Linked DNA regions of Pan troglodytes: region 2 is linked to region 1. A link is a contact called in public Hi-C data. All regions are on one chromosome and are shown on one strand. Each heading gives the region's core, a stretch centred on a gene start, on an enhancer-like site or on the middle of the called end of the contact. The rest is flanking DNA. Distances are from core to core; before and after follow the strand shown. Region 1 holds the start of HEG1 (heart development protein with EGF like domains 1). Region 2 overlaps SLC12A8 (solute carrier family 12 member 8).

The links. A called contact is a pair of places that touch in the nucleus more often than the background predicts.
Region 2: a Hi-C map of stem cell-derived neural progenitor cells shows a contact between it and region 1, with 2.1 times the contacts expected there. The contact joins the enhancer-like site here to the promoter of HEG1 in region 1. A contact is called at or near these places in 2 of 7 Hi-C or Micro-C datasets (blood and stem cell-derived neural progenitor cells) and 1 of 1 datasets of contacts at active chromatin or transcription factors (stem cell-derived excitatory neurons).

The regions. Positions count from the first base shown.
Region 1 is chr2:128,330,971-128,335,304 of NHGRI_mPanTro3-v2.0_pri, reverse strand. It overlaps HEG1 (heart development protein with EGF like domains 1), which reads left to right and starts at 1,979. Exons shown (of 17, transcript XM_016941815.4): 1 at 1,979-2,405. The coding sequence starts at 2,090.
Region 2 is chr2:128,405,952-128,410,285 of NHGRI_mPanTro3-v2.0_pri, reverse strand. The region is part of intron 6 of SLC12A8 (solute carrier family 12 member 8); the gene reads left to right. Among named protein-coding and RNA genes, the nearest start is that of HEG1, 75 kb to the right of the region's middle. Within about 2 kb of position 1,710, at least 8 of the 24 cell types and tissues checked have an H3K27ac peak or open chromatin away from gene starts, as enhancers often do. A contact at or near this core is called in stem cell-derived neural progenitor cells, where this site is marked.

The DNA of each region.
Region 1 (4,334 bases), core at 730-3,229:
GACAGTTACCCTGAACTCGGTCATTTCTCTTAGAAGGCAGAGAGAAGATTAGAGAGAGATAAACCTGTGGTACTTAAAGTGGGGTGGGATTGGGGGGTGGGGGAGGATTGGGGGGAGGTGGCAGGTACATGTTTACTCCTTGGGTCTTAGTAGAGAAGGCAGATTATCTCATAGGATCCCTGAATCCACACGAGAAGCCTGTAAGGGCCATTCTACCCTTAAACCTTTCTGCTTGCCTGGGAGTGCAACCAGTACTATGTGACATGGTCTCCTTGGAGGGGAGGGAGTGGCAGTGACCAGAACCTCTGAGCACAGTCCTAGTCTGTTGGGGCTTGTCTGGCTGGGTCTGGGCAGCTGTGCAGTCCTGCCTGTTAATGTGAGAGCAGCATCCAGAGAAGTTAAGCTCAGGCCATGGGAGCAAACCAAGTCAGTTTCAGGGGGATTACTGTTTGGTACTTTCTTGGAGAGACCTGGAAGTTCTGTGTTAGAGCCCTGGAAAGCTGGTTTGTTTAAAAACAAAACAAAATAAAACCAAATCTTTACTCCTCATTCTCTCATTTAAGGTGAGTTTGTTTATACACAGCCTCCTTTATGTTTTTTTGCCAAATGACTCACTTGTACTGAGTCACCAGAAAGTGGGCCTAGGCCCATCTGCAGCTGCCCTGGACACTACGATCTCATTCTCCTGGAGGTGGGTCATGGAGATCTGGAGACAGAGAAACAGAGAAGAGCAGAGAAATAGGATGGAGAGCCAGGCCTGAAAGTGAGGTGCACACTCATATTTTCACGAGCATTTGATTGTCAGACAGGGGCCCCCAACAGAACTGGCAAGAACCCCAAGGAGCTGCAACATTTGTTTCTGTTGCAATACTATTTGTTTCCGTTTGCGAATTATTGCAAACTCTGAATTAGGAGACCAGAATTAATATCACATGGTCATTCACAGATCAATCATTTCGTCTTCGGGTCTACCTTCAGAATCTTGAGCAAGTTATTTTCCCATTTGAGCCCCTCTTTCTTCACTTAATGAGGTGGCTTACAGTCCTAAACTTTAGACATTTTATTATTCATTTACTGGGGAGGGAGAGGTTATGGAAACAAATGGAACTTTATTGACCAAGAAAATTTGTTTACATGAAATCTTTGAATCTTTCCCCATAGGTTTCCATTTAAAATTCTGTGTTCTCTGGGCATCATTTGGTTTAATTTGCGATCTGCAGTTCTTTTCCTGATGATGAGTTTGCCCTAGCCTGCCTGAATTCACAGTTTTCTTTTCCCTGCAGCCTGTTTGGGTGTCCTCGCGGTGACATCTCTGCAGAACTCTGGTGTGAGCCAAAGGCAGTGGTCGGATGGGAACGGCATCCAAGCTTGAGAGGGTGTGGGGGATACTCGGATTCTCGCGTTGGCCGGAGGGTGAGGTGTTAGGTTTGGCAAACACGAGCTCATCACCAGCCCTGGGGCCTGGAGAAGGGGAGGTGGGGGTGGGAGTGGGGACACTTCAAATCAGTAAGGGCGGTGACAGCGCGGGCTGGGTACCAGGGGACCGTTCCCTTTCTCTCTCCTATCAAAGCACTTGGGATAATCTAGTCTGGTGCTAATCACATTACCCAGGACCTGCTTTTCGCCTACTTCTTGTGCGTTTAAGGAGTTGGGAAAGTGGTGCCCGATTCAGAAGACTCTGGAGCATGTGTGTGACAAAAGTTGCAGCACCGTGGCTCCGCTGACCTCATCCCGCTGTCCCGGGCCGGGCCGCTCTCCAGGCGCCGGGCCCCAGCCCCCTTCCTGCCCTCTCCCCGCCCCCGGGCCCGCCGCGCGGGGCCGGTGATGTCAACTGAGGAGGAGCCGCCCGCCAGCCAGCGACCCGCCCGGGCTAATTAGCATGTAGCGGCGCCGCGGGCCGCCTCCGCCCAGCCAGCCCGGCCCCCGGCAGCCCTCCCGCGGCTCCCGACAACTTTTGAGGCGGGGAGCGCGCTCGCAGCCTCACTCCGCTCACTTCCCCGGCCCCGCGCGGCCCCCGCCGCCCGCTGCCCGCTGCCCGCTGCCCTCGCCCCGCGCGCCGGGCATGTGAGCGCGGGCGGGCGCCGTCACCATGGCCTCGCCGCGCGCCTCGCGGTGGCCGCCGCCGCTCCTGCTGCTGTTGCTGCCGCTGCTGCTGCTGCCGCCGGCGGCCCCCGGGACGCGGGACCCGCCGCCTTCCCCGGCTCGCCGCGCGCCGAGCCTGGCGCCCCTCGCGGGAGCGGGGCTGGAGCTGCAGCTGGAGCGCCGCCCGGAGCGCGAGCCGCCGCCCACGCCGCCCCGGGAGCGCCGCGGGCCCGCGACCCCCGGCCCCAGCTACAGGGCCCCTGAGCCAGGCGCCGCGACACAGCGGGGACCCTCCGGCCGGGCCCCCAGAGGCGGGAGCGCGGGTGAGTGAGAGCCGGGAACCTGGCGCCTGGCCAGTCTGTGCTGGGGGCGTGGGCGCGCCCCGGGCTGCATCCCCAGCCGTAGGCCCCTCCGCGCGGCGCGACCCGGGGGGGGGCTCCTCGCCCGGCGTGTGCGGGACCCTGAGGGTCGGCGGGTAGGGAGGGACGCTTTCGCAGTTGGCTGGACTGAGGGGTGTGACCATCCCGTTCTCCTCCAACCCTTTGGAAGAAAACTTATTTCCTATGGGGTACCCTGTATCTCTTCCACCCCACTTTTAAAAAAATGGAAAGGAAAGGGAAAAAGACTCCAAAGCATCTCTCCCACCTCCGATATCTGGCCAGCCGGTCCCCAGTTTCATTTTTTCCGCTATACAGAACTGGCCTCTCCAGGTACAGGGCTCGACTTTCTCATCTAAATAACTGATTTTTAAGGGGTTCTAGGACGGGATATTGTAAAGGACAAAGGATGTACGTAGTTTGAAACAAAACGCTCTACTGGTTCGACTTAAAAGCAAAGGAACGCGGTTGGGGTTGCATGGTTGGACCCCTGCAAGGCACAGGCTGATACAGGACCATCCCTGAGTCTCCTCCCTCCCCTTTCCTTTCCCAATGAACTGTTGCTCCGTGGTAGCCACCGCCTGTCCCACGCAGAGAGAAGGAACTGACCTCTTCTCCCTGCTACCTTTGTGTCCAGTTCTTTCTTATGATCTGGAAAAATATGCCACATACTGAGTGGAATTCTAACCATAATACCATTATGACCTTGGGACTGCTGTCTCTTTGCGCTCACTTTCTCCATCTGTGAAATGGAAGTGATGATCCCTGTTCCTTCTAGCCTCCTAGTGATGATGTGACAAAATGAAAGTAAAAATAAATGGAAAGTGCTTTGAACAAAGTCAGCAACGTGGTGGTGTTAGCCTTTGCCTTCCTGTGAGTGACACAGGGCATATGCTCTGTCCGGGCTATTCAAATAAGCTGGGTTGCTTGCAACACTGGACATTGATTTGGAGTTTCCCTGAAAGTTGAGTTTTTTGTCTGCATAATTGACAATTCATTTAAGTTTCTCATCTCATGCAGACTTTCGGGCACGTGAATTTGCTTGCTTCCTCCAACCTAGAGGTGCTTCTTAGAGTTAAATAAGAAAAAGTTTGGATTTTTAAAAATCAAGTTCTCCTGTAAAAACTCAATTTCATATTCAACAGTATTCCCATTATTGCAAAATGCCTTATTTTGTGAATTTTTAAATCACTGGCATAAGATTGAGAAACCGAGGAACAGTAAGAAAAGGGAGAGGAGAGATAAGCTTCTGAAGACGTGTAGGAGACACATCCCGGAGTGACTGTGACTTTAGATTACTTACAGCATACTCTGTTTTGCTAACTTCCACGGGAAGGAATCAAGAACATAAAACAACATATTTCCCGACTTTCTCCAACTAGAAAAGTAACTGAGGAACACTGTGTAGTATTTTGTGAGTTTTTCTAAACAGAAGGTGAACTGCAGAGAATTGAGAACATTTCAGAGGAGACACCCAAGAGCCGAAGGCAGATTTCTCTGGGTAGTAGTCAGGCTGTCTTAGCTGAATGGCTTCCATCTTGTTAGGGGATAGGTGGGAGGGACACTGACTTGCAGGGGCCCTGGCTGGATGGGGCAGGCACATGAGTCTCTTTCCTTCTCTTAGGGGCGGGATCTCTAGAGAGAGGTAGGTATTACAGGTATTACAGAGAGGTAGGGACAGTGGAGGCAGCTAGCTTAGAGGACTCAGCTGGTAAGAATTGGGGCCTTATGTGACCCAAACATCCCTCACAGGTGTGGCAGGTAACACTGCTGGTCTTGGTTTTGTGGCTTTCCCAGTTTGATTCCTTTGCAGAGGTGAGTGATGGAGGCTTCAGGTATATGAGGTACTGGAAGGAATACATGTGAGAATCCCAG
Region 2 (4,334 bases), core at 461-2,960, 75 kb before region 1:
GGAGGCAGAGATTGCAGTGCGCTGAAATCGTGCCACTGCACTCCAGCCTGGGTGACAGAGCAAGACTCTGTCTCAAAAAAAAAAAAAATCTTAATAATTTTTGATTCTGCATTTGTATTTTTATGTGGCCCCACAAACTGTGTGATAGTTTTTCTCCTTGTCGCCTCATGTTTTCCCCAGCGATTCTGCTGTTTCTTTTCTGTTTCCCTCCAAAATCTTCTAAGGACCTAGGCTTTTGAGAAACAGAAGCCAAAACAGTGCACAGGCAAATTCTGCTTCCTCTCTGCCTCTTGTCTCCCACAAGACAAGAGAATATAGGTCAGCTTCCTCCTGAATGGACAGAAAAGGAAAGGGGAAAAACAGAGGGAATTAAACAAAGTTAACATCTGAAGATATTTCCCAGCCTCTCTTCCTCTTTCCTTCCACACACAAATTGAAAACCATCTGAGTGTTCTCTGGAGCCTGGCAGTGTCCCCACTGAGTGAAGTCCCCTGGGCCAAGATGCCAGGTTAGCATTTACCCTAGAGGCAGGGCAGAAGGCCTCTTTGCCTGGTCACACTGTGCAGGGAATGTCTTGGGCGTCCTCAGGTGCACCAGGGGTTTGTCTTGGCAATGTGGCCCTGATGTGCCCCTCCACTCTGCTCCCACGGCTGGCTTTCCTAAGAGAGAGGATGCCTGGTGTGAGTGGGGGAAGGGGGCGGTGAGCCTCCCCTCCAGCTTCTCCCTCCAGGCAGGAGTTAGCAGCAGCCTGAGGCTTGAAGATGCCACCCAGTAGCCCAGAGTATGAGCTGGACTCACATGTGAGATCAGCTAGTCCAACTCCCAGGCTTTTGTCTTTTTAATCCATATTTCTTTTTCTTTTTCTTTTTCTTTTTTTTAAGACAGGGTCTCGCTCTGTCACCCAGGCTGGAGTGCAGTGGTGTGATCTCAGCTCACTACAACCTCTGCCTCTCTGGTTGAAGAGATTCTCGTGCTTCAGCTTCCTGAGTAGCTGGGATTACAACAGCATGCCACTATGCCTGGCTAATTTTTGTATTTTCAGTAGAGATGGAGTTTTGCCATGTTGTCCAGGGTGGTCTCGAACTCTTGACCTCAAGTGATCCACCCGCCTCGACCTCCCACCTCCAAAAGTGCTGGGATTAGAGGCATGAGCCACCATGCCTGGCCTATATTCACTTTTGATAATGATACTAAAAGTCTCACAGACACTGGACATTCTGGCTCAGAGATGGAGTGTCGTTGTCCTTCCGCTGAGAAAGCTATAGCTACCTAAGACAATGAGTCAAGATTTATTTTCTGTGGTTTAAATTATGAGTATTATTTTGAAAGCTTTCAAATGTAAAATGATAATAGCGCATAGATTGTAACTACACAGGCCTCTCTGCCCCACCCCTATTAGGGGACCTGCTTTCCTGTCCCTCTCACTCTCCATTGGCCCAACCGAGGTGAAGAATCATTGATCTGATCCTTTATTTTACCAGCTGGGGAGGAGGGGTGCAGAGGAGCTTATGAAGGACCCGACAGAGGTCACGAAGCTGATTAGTGGCCAGAGTTGGGCCGTCACCCTGCTGTGGAGAGCTGCCCTCCGTGTCTCTGTCTCTGTTTTTCAGGGCCCCAATTGTAAACACGATAGGCAGGACGAATGGTTTGTATGACTTGCTGTCTCCTGGCAGATGTTCGGTTCAGCTATGAAAAGCATGGATGATTGGCAGTTTCCATGGTGATAGATTTGCTAAGGATTAGCTCCGAGTGAGTCATGGCTGGGGCTCCCTCCAACACCATCCTCTTCTGGAACAAGAGAACCTCCAGACTGTGGCGAGGAGAGAGTTTTGATGAACAAACCCTTCTGTCCCCAGCCCCCCATCCTCCTGTCAGAGATATGATAGTTACGTTACTTCAGATATTTTATCCCAAGGGCAGGCAGCTTCCTGGGAAGAGCGGCTGGAGATTCGGTCTGGGGGCTCCTCTGGATTTAGGAAGCTGTCCCCCTGCCCCCTCACTGCACTCTTCTCCATTACACCCTGTGCTGGTGGCTGCAGGGGTGGAGTGGGGGGAGCTTGGAGTGGACGTTGTACTTGCTTTGCTTCTTAAAGTGCATTCCTTCTCAAAGTGCATTCCTTCTCCAAGCTCCACTACCAAACTTTCCCTGAGAAGCAGACATCTCCTCTCCAGGGTTTCACACATACCATGTGGATGCAGCCACTCCAGGGATCCAGGAACACGATTCACAGAGGAACTAGGAAATGGAAATTCACTGAAAAGAATATCAGTCATGTGAAGTCCTGTAACCCTTGTTCCCAGATTCTAAACTCTTACTGGAAGGGATAAGGGCCTCTTTGGCCACAGCCAACACATGGGCCTGTGGTTGACCACACCCAGCACGAAAAAATGTGGTAGGAAACCTACAGCCTTTACTGAAATGTCCACAGTCACCTTCCTTTTCAAGAACCCAGCTATTTCTGTGATGCCCTTTGACCTCCCTGGGCCTGACTCCTCTCTCCTGCTCATGTACACACCCTGGGAAGCTCTGGGAATTTGCTGGGCCCTCCAATTGGCTGGCTGTCTCCAGGCCCCTCAGCCCGGCTGTTAGTGCTCACCCCTCCTCTGGCCTACTTCCCCCATTCCCCCCTCCTAGGCGTCCCCTGGGTCTCCTCACAAGTTATGTGTCTTGTGAGTGAGAGGACAAGAACCTGCTGGATCAGAATGGGGTTCCCATGTTTAAGGACTAGAGAGCCCCAAGTAGGGACAGTCTGAAGATGGGGGCTCACTCCACTCCCTTCATTCTGATGGACTTATGAGCAGAAACAGGAGACAAGAAGGAAGCTTTGACTGGGTGCAGTGGCTCAAGCCTGTAGTCCCAGCTACTCGGGAGGCTGAGGCAGGAAAATTGCTTGAACCCAGGAGGCAGAGGTTGCAGTGAGCCAAGATTGCATCACTGCACTCCAGCCTGGGCGTCAGAGTGAGACCCTGTCTTAAAAAAAAAAAAAAATAAGCTTAGGCCAGGCGCGGTGGCTCATGCCTGTAATCCCAGCACTTTGGGAGGTTGGCGGGCAGATCACGAGGTCAAGAGATCAAGACCATCCTGGCCAACATGGTGAAACCCTGTCTCTACTAAAAATACAAAAATTAGCCAAGCATGGTGCATGCCTGTAGTCCCAGCTACTCGGGAGGCTGAGGCAGGAGAATCACTTGAGCCCGGGAGGTGGAGGTTGCAGTGAGCCAAGATCACACCACTGCACTCCAATCTGGCGACAAAGCGATACTCCGTCTCAAAAAAAAAAGCTTTATAATTATTATACATGTTTATTTTTTGTAATTTTATTTATGGAATTAATTTATAATTGTTTTATCAAAATAATTATACATATCAACAGTTTTTATCAAAACAATTATAAATAGCGACAATACTTATTATCATTACAATAACCTATTATGTCAGCCACTAAGCACTTTATGTATAGTTTTCTGTTTAAACTTCTCCACAGCCTGACTAGTTCCATCAGACACAAGGCTGCCATGAAGTGGTTGAAGCCTGGGCTTCAAGGTCCCTCACTTGCGTGAGCTCCTTCCAAAGCCTTGTTCCTAATTTTATATTCATAATTTTGTACTTTCAAAAAAATATCAGGCCACATGGAACCTAGATCCTCCCACAGGTTCTATTATTTACCCATTTTACAGATGAGGAAACAAAGATTTAGAGAGGTTATTTCCCCAACATCTCCCGGCCAGTAAGCGGTAAACCCCGTTGCTTCCCATAAAGAGAGAACACATAATGTTGGTGCCGCCCCTCATCCAGAAGCCAATAAATCTTGCCTGGGTCCTGGAGGTGGAAAGTTGCATTATTTGACACTGTCTGTCCCAGCAGCATCTCTAAAACATTGAGAGGGAGGGAAACTCACAAGTTTTGCTCCAAGAACAGAGCAAGACAGGTTTAGAGATTTCTGCAGGAACAGCTGAACAAACCAACCAACAAGCCAGGTATGGGAAAGGAATGGGGTTTGGAAATCAGAAGGAAGGTAAAGAGAGGCAGACCAGTCTTTAGGAATCTGAGGGATTTCTGAGTAAGGAGCAGAGCCCATCTCTCCTGGGTGAGCATTTATTTAGCACCTACAAGGTGCCAGCCACTGTGCTAGGTGCTTATGAATATCTGTTCCAACTTCACCACAGTCCTGCAAAGCAAATAGTATAATCCCCATTTACAGGTGAGGAAAGCAGGGCTCAGAGCCACATTGCCTCCAAACAGTAATAGATCCCTTTTTTTCAGTTAAAAAAAAAAAGGCAGCAGATGAGACTTGGGCACGTTAGTGCATGTGTAGTCTACCTTCATAAGAAAG